2 separate regions of the Hordeum vulgare genome follow, and region 2 is linked to region 1. A link is a contact called in public Hi-C data. All regions are on one chromosome and are shown on one strand. Each heading gives the region's core, a stretch centred on a gene start, on an enhancer-like site or on the middle of the called end of the contact. The rest is flanking DNA. Distances are from core to core; before and after follow the strand shown.

The links. Hi-C and Micro-C count contacts between places; a contact is called where the count stands out from the background.
Region 2: a contact with region 1 is called in a Hi-C map of seedling, with 5 times the contacts expected there. The contact joins the promoter of LOC123449161 here to the enhancer-like site in region 1. A contact is called at or near these places in 5 of 6 Hi-C or Micro-C datasets (leaf, seedling and an unstated tissue) and 1 of 1 datasets of contacts at active chromatin or transcription factors (embryo).

The regions. Positions count from the first base shown.
Region 1 is chr4H:503,654,652-503,659,637 of MorexV3_pseudomolecules_assembly, reverse strand. No RefSeq gene overlaps it. Among protein-coding and RNA genes, the nearest start is that of LOC123451572, 74 kb to the right of the region's middle. Within about 2 kb of position 2,652, at least 3 of the 3 cell types and tissues checked have open chromatin away from gene starts, as enhancers often do. A contact at or near this core is called in leaf and seedling, where this site is marked.
Region 2 is chr4H:503,821,411-503,826,396 of MorexV3_pseudomolecules_assembly, reverse strand. LOC123449161 (filament-like plant protein 4) reads right to left here and starts at 2,482. Exons shown (of 6, transcript XM_045126266.1): 1 at 2,093-2,482.

The DNA.
Region 1 (4,986 bases), core at 1,403-3,902:
TTATATAAAAAAACCATATTATAAAATAAAAGGAGTGTATGCAGGCAACTAGTCGGGTGAAAAAGACAAAGTGTTTAACAAACTAGGGTAGACCAGACCAGTAACAGCCATAACATTAAGACCATGCTCTTGTACATGCCCGAGCACTAATCTATTGGCATACTATAACCGTCTACTCCCTCGTCCTTAAATATGTCTTTCTAAATATTTTATTATACTATATATAAAATAAAATAAATAAACATACACTTTAAATTATCTTTATATATATATATATATATTTATATGTATTTCGTGATGAAATTTCTAAAATACTTATATTTAGAAGGGGGGAGTAGAATTGTACGAGTAGTAGTAAGACTAGTTTGCTAACTTATACTCCTTCCTTTCCGGTTTATAAGGCTCAAATCTGAAATCTCATCAATCAAGGTGAATTGTGACTGGATGACACTAGTTTAAACTAGCCAATGAAATATTTCTCACATATTAATTTTCAAGGCAATAAATGTAGCATCCTTTTTTTTCATTGAACTTGCATGGTGGATGTAGAAAACGATGCATGCATAGCCACTCATCTTCTTTTTCTAAACTCTATGCTAAATATGATGTGAAACTCAAAGCACCTTAACTCACTTAGACTCAAAATGAGCCTACTATAATGAAAATCTAAAAAAATTTGAGATGAGCTCTGTAAACCGAAAAGGAGGGAATATTGCACGCTCGCCCGCCAATAAAAACAAAAAAAACTTCTGTTGCATGATGTGCAACTGGCCGCAGTTTTCAGCCCCAAATTTAGCTGAAACGCATTCCACTACAGGCTGTACGATCAAACTATGTTCACGCATTGTTAGTCACTATTTAGCTGCCTTTGGCCGTGTGGAGGATCGCACGGCTGTGTGGTTGTGTTCTGGCCCTGCGGATGTTTCTACAGTATGTTACTCCATGTAGGAACGATTTGGTAATTCCTTGAGCAATGAAATCCCCTTCACCCCGAAAGAAAAAAAACACTATGTTCCACATCTGCTGCTACGATCCAAACCAGTGCATTGACCCGGTCGCCAGCGCGCAGCCTACTGTAGCTTCGTCAGAGCGCCTACGTACCGGCCAAAACCAGTCCCCCACAGCGCACGCGGCGCGCAGCCCGACGTCCCGTTACGCTTGGAACCGTGTGCGTCCGCAAGTACTACACGAGCGGTAGCCGTAGGTTTGGCGCGTGCCGGCACTGCAGCCCGCGGGGCCGTCGAGAAGGGGTTGGTTTCTTGATCTCCGCGGTCGACACGACCCGTATCCAAGCCTCGAGCACCGCAGAGCAGTGCAGTGAGCCTGTAGCCGTAGGCCTTGGATGCTCTGGCTCTGGCTCTGGCGGCCTTTACAGTTCGCGCCCTGGACTCCGCGAGACAATTATGCTAGTAGTAGTTGTCAAAGTTTCGTCGGTTTGCTGGCTCCATGCGCGCGTGGCGTGGCTGTGATTCTGTGGTCGGAAAGACCACGCCGACGGCAGCGTTTAGCGAGTATCTAAACCTAGTTTGCAGGTCAGGCAAAGATGGTGCAGGAGGATCATCTCAATCATCGTGCCACCGATTTGGCTTGATTTCCTTGCGTTGCGCCTTTTCGCAGTCGGCATGTACAATTGTGTTATCTTAAGAGTGACACTTAGGATAAATGATGAGGTGCAGGAGAGAGAATTCGAAAAAAGGCTTTGTCTTCTTTTATTTAAGAGAAGACAAGAGGTGATCTCTTAGCATAATATGTCTCATCATGTTTTTAGGAATAACAAATTATAAAAGATAAGGTTAAGAAATGACCATCGTGAACTCTCTTTTTTATCATCTCTAAATTACATGTAAAATTTCAGATAAGACTACATGTCCTAACTAACGATTTGCTTACTCCTGGAACCGCAGTCCGCAGCTAACGGGGCACCGTCCAAGTGCTGGGATCCAACCAAGAATATGATTACTATCAAGGGCAGGCATGAATGGCTCGATCAGCAGCTCTACTCTAGTTGAGGAAACAAAGGTAGTCATACCTAACGGCGTGTGCTCGATTTTTTATTTATTTTCTGCCAGGTGCTGGTCTTCCATCCAGGCATGAAAACTTAAGGCACTGGCCAAAGATACAGATGTTGGACATGGGTGCTGGCACCTAATGGGTTCTCAACTCATCAACTGCCTTGGCATGTCCCCCGCAAGCTGTGTTCTCGATCGACACCTAGCCACATCCTTGCGGGAGTACTGGCCAAACAGTGGTTTATTACGGCTGTACTGTGTATGCCAACTTAACAAGTCTAGCAGAAGAGCAAACCAATCCGTGGTTGGATGGTTAGGAGGACTGTAGTATCCCCTATCCATCAGAGTTCAAGTCCCGGACTTAGCTCATAGGGGTATAGGGATGAGTGTATATTCGTGTATGTGATCGACTCCTCATAAGGATATAGGGGTGAGTGCACGCTCATGTATGTGACCGACTTTGATTGTAGTCTGCTAAAATAAAAAGTCTAACAGAAGCTCAAGACACGTATGCTGTGCGTGATGGAAGCACGCAGCTGGGTGCGGCAGGGCCGCCGAGAGACCTGTCCTTCACAAGCTGTTTGTACACTGAACGAGCGGGGTCGGGGATATAGTGCAGGAGTAATTTATTTGATTGAAGGAGAGGAGATGGACCGAGGAGAGTTGGACGGGGCCCGGTCCGGCCTCCTCTCTCGTGCGTGCGTGAGGACGAAGAAAACCACCGAAAAACAGGAGCGTCGTCCTTACATAAATTTCTGCGACCCCCGGACGCGTGTTTCCGCGACGTCTGATCTGCCAGATGGAAGAATCATTGGCGCATGCATGCATGCATGCAGGCCTGGACGAGTGCCACGAGGAGGACTTGGGCGTCCAGTCCAGCGTGAGCGTGTCGCTCCGACCGACAGTAGGCTCAATGGGCTCCATCCTCTTCTCCTTGGTGCCGTGAGAAGCAGATTTTCCAACATGAAGTTTTACAAGAACATGCACATGCCTATCGTTTTCCTGCGATTTCCTTTGATGTAATGAGCACTCCAGCTATCTCCAAAGCCGTGGCAAAAGAAGATCGCGTTTCGCCGTGTAAACCGAGCGAGCTTGTGCCGTTCGGTTCCTCTTTCAGTGGGTTGTTTAGTCATGTCAAAAGGTGCAGTTGACAGTTTGAGTTGAGCAGCTCATCCTTCTGGTCAAATACGTCACCGAACTCTTGATAGGGATACCTCGCACTGGCAGGTCGAAGCGTAATCTATTCAGTCGTTCCAGCACCGAACATAACAAAACCGTGTAGGTTCAGTTCGGACTTTGGGCCAAACGCCTTCGTAATGGTTGCACACTTGCACTGAAGACATGATTTTTGCGCCCAGCTTCAGATTTTTTGCAAGTGACTCGAAGAAGCTAGTAGCCCTTGCTCACGTGCGGACAATGGGGCCGTTCGTACGTGCAGGTGCAGGGGAGGGGAGGCATAGGTACGAGTGCAACAGTGTGGTGGCGAGTTCCGGCCGGACGTCGAGGTCCGATGTGAGGCGCCTGGATGGAGCGTGCGACAGCGATACGAACGCGGGACAATCATCGTCCTGACAGCAGCGTGCCGCCTCTTGTTCGTTGCGCCGTGCCTGCTGGCCCTTGGCCGGGTGGCGACTGGCGACGCCGCACGGCACCGGGAGCGCAGCTGCTGATGACCGACTGACTGGTATGGGAATAGGATCGATGGTCTGTTTGTGTTGTGTTGGTTGGGTACTATACGACCTCGCGGACGCGGAGGACGTGGAATAATTGACGCTCCTCCAGCTTCTCGTTGCGAGCTGAAACGCCCCTCGTCAAGTCGTCATGGTGCTGGCCTAGCCTACCCCAGAGGTCGCCATAGCCAGCGCTTCATCGTCTCTGCCATCTCATCTGCTCGCGACTTTCTAGTCCTAGCATGGCTTTCAGTCGTTCAGTTGTGAACTGGATTTGTACTCTACTCGTCTTCGTCTGAAGAAATAGCACACCGGCACACGCTACACGGTACTCCAGCTTTCCGTCCGGCAAGTGGCGGGAACAGCAAGGAGCAGGGATGGGCTGGTTTTACAATTCCCGTGCATGCATCGTCGGGCCACCCTGTACGTGATACCATGTCGGTTCTCCACCGGGCGTCGGCGTCGGTGATCCACGATTCGGTTGGGTCGGTCGAGCCTCCGCTTCCTCTCTAATTTCTCCGCCCTCCGTACGCGGTGCTGTCTCCTTCTGCAATTTACCGCGGACAGGCGGGCCCGGCAGCAGGTACCGTCGGCCTTATCAGCGGTGCGCGTGCGCCAACGCCCGGCCCGGGGCGCCGGGCTTGCAGCCGTTTGCCGGAGGTGATCCATCCGTCATGAAACCGGCTCATGCGAGAACGATTTTGGGTTAACAAAATGGCAGTAGCCCGAGTTGAATTTACTCCATCAAGCGAGCAGACTAAGCAGGCATTTGCACAGGTTGACTAGCAAGAACGTTAATGGTCAGATATCACAGGCAATCATTCGAGGCCTTCAAGTTTAATCAGTTATCATTGTTCTTGAACGGTGGCAGGACGGGAAATCCTCGGTTGGTGAATGGATCGCCGTCAAGCATCCAGATAAACCTACTTTAACGATAAAGCCTGCTGGAGTATTTCGTCCTTCCTGAATGCCCAACGAATGGCTCAAACTTGACAAAACCCAACCCTTTGGAGAATGGAGATTGGCACTCGCCAACCAATTATGCCTCGCATCATCCCAGTCCAGTCAGTTGACAGGTTCGTTCCAACTGATCAAAGCTTTTCTTAAAGACTTGGTTAGCACCAAAACAATTTACTCCATCCACGGCATAGCCCGTAAATAATTAGCTCTGACAGTGACACTGATGTGCGGTTGTTGAGCGACCGTGAGAGACGCGTCCTCTGTACCGTCTCAGCGCGCGGTGTTAACCGGAGGATACAACTCCTGGCTCGACGGCCGGCTCGTCGGCAGCTATAGTCTGCATTGCA
Region 2 (4,986 bases), core at 1,233-3,732, 170 kb before region 1:
CAAACCAAATTCAGTAAGCAAGTATTTGACTCTACCATTGTCACTAAGCCAATTCTTAAGAAGAGAACGCACAAGAAACCAACACAAAGTATCAGACAAAATATGCTTATATATGTGACCAGCAAACCAAAATTCAGTAAGCAAGTATTTGACTCCACCATTGTCACTACATGGAAAACGCTACCAGTAATCTTTTTTCTGCGCGCACATAAAACCTCCATAATTCACACTGCTAGCAAGAATCCCCAATCCGCACATAAGGTCATACACATAGAGTGGGGCACCGGTGGTTGGGCAAGTACACACTTCAGTTGAGATCACAATCGGTCCACCATACATGGTATGCACAGTAATACAATCAACCAACCACTCACAACCAATCCACAGAAGAGATCAGCCCAAGGCACGCAACGACATAAACCCCACGTACCTCAAGGCTCCGGCCAGCATCACATATTCCATTCGGCAAGATCCAAAAGCCGGAGCCCGCGTCACAATTCAGACAGCTAGGGCTTTATAGGATACTAAGATAGGACCATGGCCAACAAGGAGGAGGAGGCCAGGAGGGCAAGCAAGTAGGCCAAAAGAATTTCCGATCCCGTCCAAAGCAGCAGCAGACGCGGTGCCCCCCACCCGAGCGGTCAAGTTGCAGCGGCAACAGCCGATCCGATCACCGTCACGCCAGAGCCAGGCCAGGGCATTGACGCGGGGCAAGCAAAGAGTCGTGTCATGTACTCCTACTCAACAGCCATGGCTCATCTCGTGGCTGTGCTCACCTAACTGGGGTTATAGCTTAATTAAGGCAGCAGCAGTATCTCTATGCATGGACCATGGCGCACGCACAGGCTGTAGCGCGCGGGGTTTGACGCGGACGGGCAGCCTCGGTCTCGGCAAGCGCGGCAGTTAAGGGCGGCACCAAAGACGCCCGCGGGAGTAATGGCCGCCGCATCGAATCGAATGTTTATTTAAGCCCATGCGGAGGGGGGTTGGGCCGTCGCCGGAGGGACGGGATGGCCGGACGACCTACCTCACCTCGCCGCCTCGAGGAAGAAAGTCCGCTGCGCCCAGCTTGAACGGGGAAGGTGGCCTTGGCTATAAATGGCGCGCGTGAGCCGGAGTGAAAGCCCAGAGCTACCACAAACACGATACGGGCCATTAATGGCGGTGCCCCCTCGGTTGATTGGATTGGATTGGATTCTAACCAGATGTGCCACTCGTATTAAATCCTTTCCTTGCAGGTTCTAGTTCTACACTTCTACCAGGCGCGTCCATTTTTACCGTGCCCTTTTACTAATCTTGCAGTACTAGTACGATCTCTTCCCACTAATCTTGTAGAGCAGTACTTCCGGAGTACTGCCAATGATTCAAAATACCACCGGAGGGAAGGAAAAGGAAGGAAGGAAGGAAGGAAGTCGTGGCCGTACTTCTTGTTCGACGCTGTCACGGGTAAAAATCTGTACTACCGTGTGCGGGGTGGCAATTCCGTTCATTCATTCACTGGATGGGATGGAACGGAAGTCTTGGGACGAAATCATATGGAGAAGACAAAACGCGAGCGACCGCAACACGGCGACTGGACTGATTGATTGAGCTGGCGAGAGCTATCGCCAAGCGCAGCAAACAGTTGGCGACGAACCGAGGACGCTGTGTGATTTCATCACTGGGACTGGAGGAGAGGACTACTACTAGTGGTATGGTTTCATTTCATAAGAGACAAGGAGACACGCGCCGGGAAGTCCGGGAGGCCGAGACGAGCGGCGCCAAGTAAACTGTAACGGAGAGAAAACCGGGCCAAAGCAGTGAAAATCCATCCATCCATCCATCCTTCCGGAGAGCTCGGCTTGAACCGAGGAGGAGCTTTTTTTTTTTTGAACGAACGAACGAACACTATTCGAGGGAGCTCCTGAAGAGAACCATCGCAGACGATGCAAGGCTCCGCAGGAACAACCCAGAAAAATCCACACGCCATTGCACGGCGAACGGCAAGAGCAATCGCACCATGGCGACGGCGAAAAATACAGGGAAACAGAGAGAGAGAGAGAGAGAGATGCAGTATGCAGGCATGGAGCAGAGAGGGGGAGCGGGGACTTACGGGAGGGGAGAGGGGCGGCTCAGGCAGGCCCTGCGCGGAATGCAGCGGATCCGGCGGGGTGGCGGGGGCGCCCCAATTCCGGCGGCGACTGGATCTGGCGGCGCGCCGCTCCGATCGGCGGCGAGGGGGAGTGTCGGTGGCGGTCGTCGGTCGCTTGCAGCGCACACTTGTTCCAATCAATCAGGCGGGGGCGCTTTAGCTGCTGGGCTGGATTGCGCTGGACGCCCTCCACCTCCACCTCCTTTTACCCCGGACCTCGCCGCCGCCCCCTTTTTGCTCCCCGCGCCTTTTGCCCCTCTGGAATCGCACCTCCTCCTCCTCCTCCTCCCCCAGGCAGCACGAGGCGACCTCGCCAGTCGCTGCTGCTCCTAGCTCGTAGCTGCTGCCGCCGCCTCGGCGTGCTCGGTGCTCCTGGTTCGGTAATGCAGCTCTGCTCGCGGCCCGCTCCTGGCTAGCTAGCAATGGAGCGTCGAGGCTGTGTGGGGGAGGGGAGGGGAGGGGAGGGGAGAGGAGACGGGGTGGGGAATGGAGGTGCGGGTGCTTTTTGTTATGGGGTGCCGCTGCTGCCGGTAGGTGGGCTAAAAAGCGGGGGCGACGGCAGGGGAGGGGGAGGAGGAGAGGGAGGAAAGTGGCGAGTGGGGAAAAGCGGGGAGAGTGATGTGCTGCGCTGTGCTGTGAGAGGGAGAGTCCAGGGGAGTGATGGCAGCAGAGAATTACACGTCAACTACTAATATCCTGCAATAAGGAAAAAGAAATCGTACGTCATGATCAGACTTGCTGCACTGCCTTTTTTTCCTCATCAAGCTCTGTCTATTTTGTTTGATGAAAAAAAATCGTTCTGTATGTCATGAGAAAAATCACGGTGGTCGCAAAAAAGGGGAAAGAAGAGGAAATAACACTATGAGAGAAAATTGTGGCAAAGCGCTTGACGCGGAGGGGCGAATATATGACGTCAAAACGTATTTTCTCGACTAACTTAAAGGCATGACCTATATCATTTTAGATATATAAGAAAATGTAGGTATTTGCATTATTTGTATTGACATCACATACATTTATGTCGTCGAATTGCTCGTTTCGACCACGATCATTTATTGGATATATACCTCTTCATGCAACCTTTTTATCCAGACCCTAAAAGCATCTTTAACAATCCGTATGTTCAATCGTTGGTATAAATGTCCACATCAACAACCAACAGCACATCATACAAGCTCTTCAATGGAGTGTATGTTAATCGTATGTAAAATAACTAAGCGAGTCCACTAAACATGAAAGAAATAACCATGCTTGCCTCGGAGATTGTGCGTGAACCGTTGCTTCAAGTTCATACGATTTCATTCTCTCTCTTTTTTTATTATGCGCCATGTCATCAAAATCATCTATGTGGCAATTTTACCAACGATGATCATACAACCATTGGAGATGCCCTAAGGCTGTCACATAGGTAAAAAATCTAATGTGACAAGCTAATTAATAGGAAAAAGACTAGTGTGGTGACCCAGAAAGAAATACTGCTAAGCGCGTGAACCTAGGTAAAACAATTAAATGATAGAAATGCACCAGTGCAAGCACAACTTTAGTTACAAAAATATTAAATAAAGAGGCTTAGCTACAATAAGCTAAACAAGTATGCATTGAAGACTTTAGTTGTTAAACTATTTAATATGATTAGCACCTCATTTTATCACCAATGCATTGAAAGTGGCTTAATATTGCTATTAGCTAAACACTCACATACAGTGGTAGGTCAACAATTATGTTGTCTTAACAAGGCGGAATAATCTTGTAATGTTGCGTGAAGTTTTGCTTGGGTACATCCTTTGAGAAGTTTACAGACTTTGATACAGGTTAAAGGTGAAGTTTAGAAGGCACTCCTTAAATAAAATATATTATATTATTCCAATTTCTTGTTTGATACATTGCGAGAATAAGGATTTGAATTAATTGATTGTGAATATACGGTAATACCCTTCTTAAGTAATTTTAAAATTCATGTAAACTTCTATGAGGGGTACGATGCAAAACTATGTTGGATGTCTCATAAATAGTATATTATTAGTGGAGAGCAAGAAGGTGTGTGTGAAAATCTAGTTTACAGAAATTATGATGACAACTTTGTATTTATGGATCCCCTTAGTTCGTGAACGTTCGCCGGGAGGGGTGGTATTTTTAATTGTGTGTGGGGTGACAGCAGAAATGTACTCCATCTGTCTCAAAATAAGTGACTCAACTTTGTACTAGCTTTAATACAAAGTTAGTACAAACTTAAGTCATTTATTTTGGGACGGAGGGAGTACTAAATTCACACTCTTCCAGCGAACGTTTGCTAGATAAGATTTCGGGTGTTTATAACAACAAAAGGAAGTTAAAGACTCGACGATTTCCTTTCTTTGAAATCCAAATGACCGGTGGATTATGGGCAGCCAATGGTTTCCATGGACTCTCCTTTTGATGGCTTCAGAGAGCAACGCCAGAGAAGGAGCACAGCGGCGTCCACACCACAACAATCAATGGAGAAATTATAAGCACATTTTTCATGCAAATAATGCGAACAAACCCGCCACCGAGAGTACAAGCCGCCTGATTCTTCCTCACCTCTTTAGCCTCTACTAATAACGCGGAAGAAGTACAGAAGTTAGCCGTATTATATAGATTCATTCAAGAGTCCCGAGAAGGGAGAAGATATACCAGCAGACCGCAGAATGCAGAGATAAACAATCAGTCAGCAGATAGCCGCTTGGAATCGATCGGCAGGTAGAACATTTAATAAGTTTATAATTAATCGTGACACTTGTCCCCGATCTGATTATTCCTATCCGCAAACAGCCCAACACAACATCTAATAAACTCGGCACTAATCAGGATTAAAGCTGGTTAGCGTCCAAGAACAG